Regions from separate parts of the Mus musculus genome. Here all the other regions are linked to region 1. A link is a contact called in public HiChIP or PLAC-seq data. All regions are on one chromosome and are shown on one strand. Each heading gives the region's core, a stretch centred on a gene start, on an enhancer-like site or on the middle of the called end of the contact. The rest is flanking DNA. Distances are from core to core; before and after follow the strand shown.

Region 1 (3,616 bases), core at 420-2,919:
GTGCTTGCCTGGCATGCATGAAGACCAGGGTTCTACCCCTAGCACTGCGTTAACTAGGCACGGTTGCTCACGCCTGTTAACTCAGAACTCCAGAGATAGAAGCAGAAGGGTCAGAAGTTCAAAGTCAGCCTCCACTACACAGCCAGTCTGAGGCCATCCTAAGATACATAAAACCAAGTCACAAACTAGAAAAAAAAAAAAAAAAGGAAAAGAAAATTAAATGAGGTCTGGAGATATAGTTCAGTGGCTGCATCCAGGTGGTAGGCCCAGAGATTCATGCTGAGCACAGAAGAATGAAAAAGAAGAAAGTCAAATGGGTCAGCCCTAAAAGATGAGGGCTCACGTCTGTGGTCCAGGTTTCAAGTGGGCAAGGAGATCAGTAGAAAGAGCAGTCTGCTGGGGGGGTGAGAATGTGAAGCACAGCTTTTCTTAAGACACAAAACTCAACCTTCACAGGATGGGCGAAGGAGGTACCTTCCACAGGAGGCGGGTTGGTATGAGGACGGCCACACCCAGGAATAAAAGCAATGGCAACATTGTGGGCTCGTTTTTAAACAAAGGTGCACTAAAATCCCAGCTGTGAGCGCTCAGCTCTGCGATGGACAAGGAGATGACTAAGTCTCTGCTTCCACCATCCAAGGACTTGCAGCCAGCCAGAGGGGAGGGCAAGTGTGTGATGACCCATCACACCACAGAAAGGAAATCGTCCTCAAAGAGAGTCCAGAGCAGGGAGGAATGGGTCTCGGTTATATAAGCGTACTTACAGAATCAGGTATTTTATCCACCTACATCCAACAGTACATTTATGGAAAACAACTGTTCCCAAATGCCTCTTCGCACTCGGGGTTATTTTAAGTGATTGTCCAGCGGACAGAGCAGGTAAGATTACGTTTTCCAGATGAGCAATGAAGGCACAAGTCTTTTAAGCAACCTGCTTTCTGTTGGGAACATAAAACAGGCAACAATAAAAAAAAAAAAACACGAAAACACCCTGTCTGTCTCGGCCCACTCCTATCCATTACTTGGATCGTCCTGCACCATCCAAGTAACGAGCACAGAAATAAGTTCTATCATTGCGTCTGGTACCTAACTGTCACAGTAAACAGGCAGCCCGCTGCTACAGACCATGACCCAAGGACTTTCTCATGGGCTGCGTTTTGCATGGCCTCCACCTCGCCCTGGGTCTCTCCAAAGCATCATCAGTCTTACTTCCTACACTGGGTTTCACTCTCAGTAATCTCCCCCAAAGGGAGCTTTCTGAGAGAGAGCATCACGAGGCGTGCAGCAAGCACAGTGCGTGGGTTGGAAGGGATGCATGCCCAGGACCTCCACGGCTCAGGAAGGGCACCCTGGGCTCTTGCATCCCTCTCCCTCGTTAACTGCAAGAGTTGAAGTGGCGGGTACCGCTCCCCAGCTTCTGCAAAACGAACTCAAACAATCGTTAAATGCCTCCCCGTCTGCAAAACTGTCCGAGGAACAGTGACAAACGGGGACGAGAGAGCACTAAGAGCGAAGCATTGAAGAAAGGCGAAGTGCGGACGGGACAACGATGGGTCCCGAACGGAAAGCTTGAGTCTCGGTCCACCAAGGGAAGGAAGCCTCGCGAGATCTAGGGGTCGTGATCTCGTTGCGTTGCCTAGCGACAAAAGGACGCTGGCGGGCCCCCTGGCAAAACCCCGCTGTAGCCCTAAGTCTCCTACCATGGGAGATGAAGACGGCGGCCGCAGAGGCGGGATCACTAGGGACCTGCAGAAGCTGAAGCAGCAGGCGATGGCGTACTACCAGGAGAACGACGTCCCGCGCAAGCTGGAAGATCTGCTCAACTCCACCTTCTACCTCCAGCCTGCGGATGTCTACGGGCACCTGGTAGGGACGCGCGGGGAGCTCCCTCCTCCCTCTGGCCCACGCTGCGGCAGCGCGATGCGTCTGCGCCTGCGCAACGGAGTCGCGCCTGCGCGCTGCTGGGCAGAAGGGTTAGGGGATGCCCAGCTGAGAGCAGGGCGAGCGTGCTGCGCGGGGAGGATGCGGAGAGTTGACAAGAGGACCCTGAATGGGTCTGTAGCTCAGGTCTGCTCCGAGACTGGCGAGCTTCTTTTCTATCCAAGGAGCTCACCTGCCGTTGGTTTTCTAAACCACAGACCTGACGCTGAACTTACCTTACCTGCGGGCGGGGACGCAAGCTGGACCACGAAACGAATGCCAGGGACTTGGCTGCAGCCCACCCCGGGTCCCATTCCTTTGGCTTCCACTCCCCCCTGATGTCTCAGATTCCAAGTCTAAGCTCCCAGGTGTGAAAACCTCACGCACCCTGCATTGGCTAGGTACCCAACGTCTCGGGCCAGTGACTGCCAAAATGCAGATTTCACTCGGAGGCCCTTCTCCGTTGTTGACTGAGTGTCCTTGAGCTCTCCTAGGGCCATCCTACAGTAATCCTTTGAGTTACCTAATGGTTGGCTGCTGAGGAGGGGGATTCCTGTGCATCAGATGTGACTTGGAAAGGAGTTGGGGTACCTACCACTCGTTGTCTTCGTCTCTAAAAGCTCTGCAAGATTTAAAACAAACAAACAACCCTCCCTTTTTTAAATAAAGAACTTGGGCCTCAGGGCTTTAACTAGTACCCCCACCCTCACCCCTACCCCTGCACTGTGGGACAAAGGGACAATTATAGACTTTTTGTGGAATAGGTGAGTGAAGGCCTTATAAAGATTTCAATCCCTCTCTCTCTTGCTGAAGGAACTGTTAACTCGTTGTCTAAAAGGACACCTCACCCTGTCTCTTCCTAGTCTGTTAGGCAGCCTGGCACTGGTTTGTACAGCTCTTTGGGAACTCCCATACCTTAGTTAGGGGCGGCCCCATTTGCTTTCTATCCTTTGCTACAACATTCTGACCAAAAGCAACTTAGGAACTTGTTTATTTGGTTTACATTTCCATGCCACAGCCCATCACTGAGGGAAGTCTGGGCAGGAAATGCAGCAGAGGCTATAGGAAGAAAAAAAATGCTGCCTACTGGTTTGCTTCTCATGGCTTGCTCAGCCTGCTTTCTTGGACAACCCTGGTCAACCTGCCCAAGGGTGTCAGCGCCCATAGTAGGCACAGCGCTCAGAAGTCAATCTTGGATCCCTTCCAAGTGATTTCTGCTCTGCCACTTAAAGGAAATTGCAATTACTAAGCTTCCCAAGAGGCCTGTTGGAGTTAGGTGTCACTGTGCATCAGCTGATGGTTGGTGAGGGGAACACGGTTTTCACTGTTGACAAGCCAGATGTCTGCCTGGGGGTGGGCAGGGATAAAAATTATCCCCTTCGGATTTTTAAAATCTGAATATGTCACAGTATAAAGACCAATGACTTCCACAACTTGAGAAGAAGGATTAGGGAGTCAGTCAGTCGGCTTGCCATAGAAAAGCTTGCTGGAGAGAGATACCAAGTCTGTGGGTTAAGAAAGGTCTCGGGCATGGTGGCACACCCCTTTAATCCCAGCAGTTGGGAGGCAGAGGCAGACGGATTTCTGAGTTCGAGGCCAGCCTGGTCTACAAAGTAAGTTCCAGGACAGCCAGGGCTACACAGAGGAAACCCTGTCTCTAAAAACAAAAATCAAACAACAACAAAAAAAAGGTCTC
Region 2 (3,616 bases), core at 797-3,296, 250 kb after region 1:
AAAGCTAGCTGCTAAACAATAGGATGAAAGTAAAATAATTTGGATTTCAGCATCGGTTCAAATTATTACTAAAAACCTGGGAAGAATTCAAAGCAAATAGTTCCTTACAAAGAATTTCAAATGCTGAAGCAGTTGTCCTTGGTGAGCCCTCCGGTACCCAGAGGTGGCCCTTGGAAAAGCCCGGACCAGCAAATGTGAAGGGGCACAAGTCTTCGAACAATTTTGATCCCAATACTCAGTCTAAGTGGATATTCTGTCAAGATGATGAACAGCTTTGGATTTTGTCTCCCACCTCCATGATCCTGACCAGGAGTTTTTACAGCCTCCTTAGCGTACCCAGCATATGGTCTGGGGGCTCAACCCTCTAAATCCCTGCCACCCAGATACTCAAAGGATGCTTGAACCTGTGTTAATTCAGTATGTGTGTTAAAGCAGAGTTCTCCAGGAATGCACCCCCAGCATCTCCCCCCCCACACACACACATACACACACACACACACACACACACACACACACACACACACACATCTGCCTACACCAGAGTAAGATATAGGCACACAGGGAGAAATTTGTTTCTAAGAAGCCAGCGGGAAAATTGATGTCTGTGGTTCCAACCTCTCTTTTTATTTTTAAAAGGAGTCTTAGAAACATACAAATAATGTGAAATTTCTCCAAGAAAAAGTTCAAGGGAACCACGTTCAAGTAGCACCGAAAGTCTATTTGTAAAGGTTAGGACGTGCACAACTTCAGAGACTGTTTTTTCTTAAAAAAAAAAAAAAAAAAAAAAAAAGAACAAAATTTCAGTCACTTTAATACACACTTTAAGGGTGATTTATGATAACTGTAGCCTGCAGTGACTAAGGCTATACTGAATGTTCAGAGCTGAAACATTCAGTCTGTTGTATTCAGGGAAAGTTCTCTCTACAATTTTGGGGGAAAAAATTTAAAAAACGCGGAAGCAATTGTCAAATCTCTTTCACCTGTGCAATATCTTTTTTGTTGTTGTTGTTGTTGATAAATGTGTCCAATTACATGGCTAGGGTTCAGATGCCCACAAACAGTTTCATTTTTGATGGTTCGGTAGCTGTAATTCCAGGCTGCTATTTCACTGTATTGGAAGGCACGTGGTTATCTTTGCTCCTTTCTTCTTCCTCACGCTTAAACCAGCCCCCCCCCCACCCAAAAAAAAACACATCAAGAAACCAAATAATCCGGGAAAACAAGAGGCACCGTTTGTATTCTAAAGGCTGAAATCCTCGACATAAGTAAAGGGACGATTCTGACACTTGGCGGTAACCTCCCAGATTCAGGTCTTGCATCTGTGAAATGGGCTTGGGCTGGGGGCTTCACGGCAGGACGTTGTCCCCAGGTATCAACAACTCATTGTCTCCTGACTTTCGGGTGTTTGAAAGCTCTTGGGCCTTTTTGGGGGAAGCAGGTCCAAACCCTTCCCGGGCCAATTTGCCTTCTAGAAGCCACAGGGGACACACACACACACACACACACACACACACACACACACACACACGGTGCGTCTGGCATTTTGGTTTATTGCCTTTACAAAGGTTTTTGGAGGTCATCTCAGACTTAAACTAAAGAGTGGGGGCGGGGGGGGATGCAAAGTGAAAGGGGAAAGGATCGGGGGAAGGGGGCGAGAGAGGGAAGCTGCAGGGTTGACACCAAGAGAAGGAAAGAAAATAACCCAGAAAAGAATCGTGCCGCTGGAAAAACTGGGGGAGGAAAAGAGCGGAAGGTATTGCTTCGGGAGGCACCCGAGCCGCGGGGCTTATAGAGGGACTGGGCCTGAAACTCGGCCACGTCCTCCCGGCCCTGCTCCGAGTGTCCCCGGTCAGGGAAGGTAAGAGCCGACCCAGACTCATCTAGAGACGGAGCAGAGGAAGTCGCAGCCCGGGGCTCGTCCGGGCGAGTCAGGGTGGGCACATTTCTCCCGTAGTAGCATTTGCGGGGGACGGAGGAAGTAGTTGGGGGCAGGGGGCGATAGTGCCACCCGGAGCCTCGCGGAGTCCCCGGTGTTCGGCTGGAAGCTCCTGTCCCAAGTACTGCTCTGCGCTCTGCATTAGGCAGCGGCCGAGTTGGGAGCACACCCGTAGGGGCCCGCGAGGTTTTTCCTTGTCTCTTGGGCGACGACCTTCGGGAGATAGTCAAAAAGCTGGTGACCCGCGCACTGACAAGATCTCCGAGTCTCCACCTGAATCCTGATGGCCTAGGGACCTTACCTCGGCGACTGGCCCAGCCTCAGAACTCCTTCAAGCCTTTCTCTCCTAGTACAGGGACCTCAAACTCCGGAACTCCCGAGATGGAGCAAAAAGACACTACCTACGCATTCCCGCGCCAGAGGAGGGTCCCTGGGGGGGCGCTCTCCAGATCCTAGGGGCGAGGGTTACCTTCCCAGCACCTTGCGAGGGTGGGTACCAGTCTGGGCCCCATAACACCGTCACTGCTACTTGTAATTTCTTCGCTTTGCCCCTCCCTTTGGAGAAAGAGGCAGTTTTACCCAAAGGTAGCGCTGGGTGAGCCGTGGGTTTGAGAGTTAAAGAGGGTCTTCTGTCTCAGAGGAACTTCTTAGCACCAAAATATCTCCAGGCCAACATTTTTTTTTAAACCACAAATTGATTATTTTGAGATCTCTCTCTCTCTCTCTCTCTCTCTCTCTCTCTCTCTCTCTCTCTCTCTCCTCTCTCCACATTGATACACTGATGATCCTTCAGTGGTAGAGAGGGGAAGTGTTTTTTCTGGGTTAGTGTCTTCTTTGCCTCCTTTCATCCTCCAAAGTCCAAGAGCAGTCAAACGAAATGTGTTTTGTTTTGTTTTTGTTTGGTTGTTTTTTTTTTTTTCCTAACTCTTGCGATAAAATTCAATGCTCCTGTCTGGACAGTTCACATCCAAGAAGGCTTGTGTGTGTCCAGCTCTGTGTAGCCAGCTACTTGAACGCTTTCTCCGAAGATTATGGTGACAACAGGGTGACAAGAACCAGGGAACTAACAGCTCTTGAGTAGTCATTTGTACCAACCTGTACTTGGAGGTGAGACATGTATGTACACAACCTTTTCCGCTCCACTTTTAATTTTTGTCAGAGGAGGTCAGAATTGGCAGATTAAAAAAAAAGATATTATTTGCAGAGTTATGAATGTCCCCACAGAAACTATTTCTATCAGACCACTAGTTGTGACAGGGTTAGGAAACCAGTTTAAACTGTTAATCGGCCACAAAAAGGGCCTCAGATCGACGCCTTTCATTGTAAGGCTGTAAAAGCTAAGCTGTACATCGGGAAGAAATTAGACAGCGGCAAAACCATTACCTTGACTTCCCACAATAAAGACAACCTTAAGAGGGGCTATTGATGGTTTCAAATTACATCACAGCAGTTTGTGGGTTCTTCCTCCGAGCTCATGGAATACAATTTTAAAATGTGGATTCTTCAAAGAGCAGTCGCCGGCATGGTATTCACACATGGACAGGCAGCTACCCTTTGATTTTATTTATTGCAAAGTGGAGGTGAAGAGAGGAAAACAAAGACAAACAACCAGAATAAGGAGTTTAAAAAGAATCATGTCCGGTTTATATTTCCCAAGCTTTCTGTGCTCTTTCTTGCAGG
Region 3 (3,616 bases), core at 408-2,907, 190 kb after region 1:
ACACACTGACACACACACTTAAAAATAAAATAAATATTAAAACAAAGTAGATACAAAGACACCGAGTTTCAGAAGGAGCTACCCAAGCCTCCTGGTTAATATGGAGCTGAGAATAGATTCTAACTTGGATCTCCTGACCCCGAAAAGCAGAATTATTTTGGGCATCTCTACAAAACCACAGTTGATGACAAGTTGGGGCTCATACATGTTGGGCCCTCACTGTGTGGATGCCGAGAGGTGATATTCTACAAATAAGGGGTGCACAGGAAGACAAAAGCCAGTATGATTTTCTATGCCTAACTATAAATCCAGGACGCCTGGGAGAGCTTGAAGGAGAGAAGGTGTAAGATGCTGACTTTGCACATAGCAAGGTTACTGCCAGTGAAACCCTGGGGTCCTCCTGTCTCCTCCCCAGCACTGTGTTTACAAGTACAGGCTGCCCAGCTTTTGGGGGAGGGAAGGAGGCTGTGTAGTGGACTCAGAGCACTCCCCGCAAGCACTTTAGCTATTGAGCTATTTTTCTAGGCCAGAAAGACACTATTTTTGAGACTTGAATGATTTCCTCTGAGCTCTACCTGAAACTCCAAAGTAAATACATTATCTACTATAAGGGACTCAGGATATGTGGACTTCTCTGACCACGAATACATTGTAGCCCAGACACAGCTCTGTTTTTTGACCACTACTCTGGGGCACTCCACTGCTCCAATAGGGGAAAAGTTCACCCCCAGGGAGGGAGAGGGGGAGGGAGAGGTAGAGGGAGGGGAAAGACAGAGAGAGAGAGAACAAGGAAATATTCAAAAGGAAATATTCACTGTGGTTTATTCCTTGGATGACTTGGGTATCTGCAGTGTTGCTGCTGGGTCCATGTACTTCAGCTCACGTGGACTCATCAGCCCTGTAAGAAATTACGGGTTTTACCTCACTAAATAAATAAATAAATAAATGGATTTCAATCCAGTCTGCTAATTTTTCTAAGGATTAGCCTTCTCCAGTGTTCCCCAGAGAAGGGGAAACCATCTCATTTTTAACTAGGTTTGGTGTTTCTCAGGGATAACCTGGTAAAACTGTATCTCTTGACACGTGTCTCTTTAGAACACTCAGATCTGTCACCTAATTAAGAAGCTTTATTGACATCCCAAACCATTGTCCTGATGATGGCAAAGCATTTCAGAAGTTTCCCTGAAGATCAGCAAAGTTTCCTAGTTTTTCTTTGGTTTGGATTCTGCGATGTACATAAATGTAAATCATCAAGTGAGTTGTGATTTTTTTAATTACTGAAAAAAAGTGATTAATTCCGATAAGGATCACTCCAAAGGTAATAAAGATAAAAGCTGTCAAAATTAATTAAACACATATTCATTAAATCCAAGGTAGCTTTGGATTCTTTATTGCACAAATACAATTAACGTTTAATCTGAATCTTGGTGAGTTACATAATCATGTGCCTTAGAAATAAAGGGAGGGTACAACCTTGGCCTTCTCCGGTTTACATGGGAAAACATTAATGACGCTGACATCGGAGACAATTAGACAGTGTCAGCCGATTGTTTTTCGCCAGCTTTCTCTCACATCTGTGGTGTCTACAAGCAAGAAGGCTCATTGTTTGCACCGGCCTCCTTCGGGCCTTGGCTTTTTGTGTAAACCGTCAATCTCTTGGCGAGTATCAAAGCCGTGAGGAAATTAGACCGGACCAGCTCTGCTGCCCCACACTAAAGCTTAGCAGGGAGCATCCACTATTCTTCTAATTAGGCAGTGACCAACAAAATAACCTGTCAATGTCTGCTAGCCATTTCCCACACACCTGCACTTCATACCCTAATAAGCGTTCAGCAAGAGGGAGAAAGGAGCAACTGCTGAAGGGTGAAAAATGAACAAAATATAACAATGTTTCCATTCCACCTGTGCCTCCGGCAATTTCCATGTAACATTAGGGGTACTCCCCATGTCTGAAGACTCACAATACAGTATCTGAAATCTGAACCCAGGGGGGGAAGCCACACAGTGAGACTGTATTAAGGTTTGCTTAGAAAATATCACACCAAGAAGAATCTAGAGTTATGTATGAAACCCAGGAAACTGAAAATGACCATAATTTATATTAGGTGCCAAGAGGCTGACTTAAAAAAAAAAAAAAAAGCAAAACAAAACAAACAAAAATCATTTTCCAGTGCAGTCTCTGAAGGAGAGAAATGCATGTGATTTTATTTATCACTTCTGTTCATAGAACACAAAAGATAACAGAGACTGAATATGGCACGTCCGTGTTTTCAACCCTCCCCATCGTGACTCAGGAAGCCTGTAACCCCCAGTCATCATGCAACCTACCATACATTAATTCATTTCTTTTACAGACCTCTGGTTTTCCATGGGTTCCTACTGTCATCTTCTGGAGATATTTCTGCAAACAGCTTTACCATGTCTACTACTGTCATTCACAGACAAATGTCTCTGCCATGCTGTCCAGGAAGCCACAAAGGTACAAAATCAAGCAGACCACAAACACTCAGATTACTCTCCTGCTTTAAAGTGAGCCTGAAAACTCACAATCCAACTACAGAAACATCCCCTAGCAGCTTTAACAATAGTATTCTCAGAAGATGGCAGCCCGAACTCGCTCTGCTTCATTACTTGGGTCCTGACATTCACTTTAACACTAGTCTTTATTGACTTCAGAATTTCTGAATACAAAATATACTACGTCTTAGACATACTCACACACACACACACACACACACACACCAAAACTAAAGAACACAGCAATTGGTAGTTCTACCTGAAATGACAGTAACTGTAGCTCTAACTTAAGGACTATGAAGCGAGCACGCTTTGTACAATACCACTCTCTACTTTAGTCCGCCCCAAACAAAGACCTTGTGGTATAGGCACCTACATGATAGATTCCTTATGAAAAGACTTTTAAGACCATATATGCTTTTCAAAAGCTCCTATTTGTGCCTTAGAGGAGAGAGAGAGAGAGAGAGAGAGAGAGAGAGAGAGAGAGAGAGAGAGAGAGAACACAGAAACATAAGAACAAAATTGTTAGGGGAGGGTGCATCTTTGCATCTTAATGCACCAAGGAACGAGCTACATTGTGTCAGCATCTTCCTGGACCCCAGACAATGAAGGCCAAGGTGTAATTGGGCTTTGGTAGATACTTCTGAGCTAACTTAGCTTTTCATTAGAATTTATCCAAAAACAACATTTATAAATAAAAACTTTTCTCCACCTCTTCCTACTTGAAGCAAGTACAGAAGGCCCCTATTTAAAATGCAGCCCCCAGCCACCACCAGCCTGCGTGTTCAGCTGCCAGTGGCTTTTGTGTACAAAGATGTTAATTGGTGCTAATCCCCTCGTAGAAGCTGTTTTGGTAGCCTGACCTGGCACCCTGAAGAAGGACACCTTGGTGTGGAAAACTAAAGGGTCCATTGAGGAGGGAGTGAAAGGCAGGGGAGCATTCCAACACATTTTAATTTTAGGAATTAAAAAAGAGGAAGATCATGATGGAGACCCTAGAGAAATTTTGCAAAGCTTTAATGCTGGTCCTACAAACACCCGGGCTACACACACACACACACACACACACACACAGAGAGAGAGAGAGAGAGAGAGAGAG

What was found. HiChIP or PLAC-seq counts read pairs in DNA pulled down with a chosen protein or histone mark.
Region 2: a contact with region 1 is called in an H3K4me3 HiChIP or PLAC-seq map of embryonic forebrain, with 5 times the contacts expected there. The contact joins the enhancer-like site here to the promoter of Eno4 in region 1. A contact is called at or near these places in 7 of 39 promoter capture datasets (the C10 cell line, cranial neural crest, frontonasal cranial neural crest and 4 more), 1 of 15 datasets of contacts at CTCF or cohesin (the NIH/3T3 cell line), 9 of 484 Hi-C or Micro-C datasets (3T3-L1-derived adipocytes, the N1E-115 cell line, bone marrow-derived macrophages and 6 more), 22 of 115 datasets of contacts at active chromatin or transcription factors (SST interneurons, bone marrow-derived macrophages, craniofacial prominence and 13 more) and 4 of 9 other capture datasets (adipose tissue, embryonic stem cells, liver and 1 more).
Region 3: an H3K4me3 HiChIP or PLAC-seq map of embryonic forebrain shows a contact between it and region 1, with 3 times the contacts expected there. The contact joins the enhancer-like site here to the promoter of Eno4 in region 1. A contact is called at or near these places in 2 of 39 promoter capture datasets (cranial neural crest and neural stem cells), 9 of 115 datasets of contacts at active chromatin or transcription factors (bone marrow-derived macrophages, embryonic basal ganglia, embryonic forebrain and 4 more) and 2 of 9 other capture datasets (adipose tissue and pancreatic islet).

What each region holds. Positions count from the first base shown.
Region 1 is chr19:58,941,756-58,945,371 of GRCm38.p6, forward strand. It overlaps Eno4 (enolase 4), which reads left to right and starts at 1,670. Exons shown (of 14, transcript NM_178689.4): 1 at 1,670-1,866. The coding sequence starts at 1,702. It also overlaps a transcript of Hspa12a not described here.
Region 2 is chr19:59,192,220-59,195,835 of GRCm38.p6, forward strand. No RefSeq gene overlaps it. Among named protein-coding and RNA genes, the nearest start is that of 4930442E04Rik, 22 kb to the left of the region's middle. Within about 2 kb of position 2,047, at least 18 of the 459 cell types and tissues checked have an H3K27ac peak or open chromatin away from gene starts, as enhancers often do. A contact at or near this core is called in the N1E-115 cell line and embryonic forebrain, where this site is marked.
Region 3 is chr19:59,131,789-59,135,404 of GRCm38.p6, forward strand. No RefSeq gene overlaps it. Among named protein-coding and RNA genes, the nearest start is that of Vax1, 37 kb to the right of the region's middle. Within about 2 kb of position 1,658, at least 11 of the 459 cell types and tissues checked have an H3K27ac peak or open chromatin away from gene starts, as enhancers often do. A contact at or near this core is called in embryonic forebrain, where this site is marked.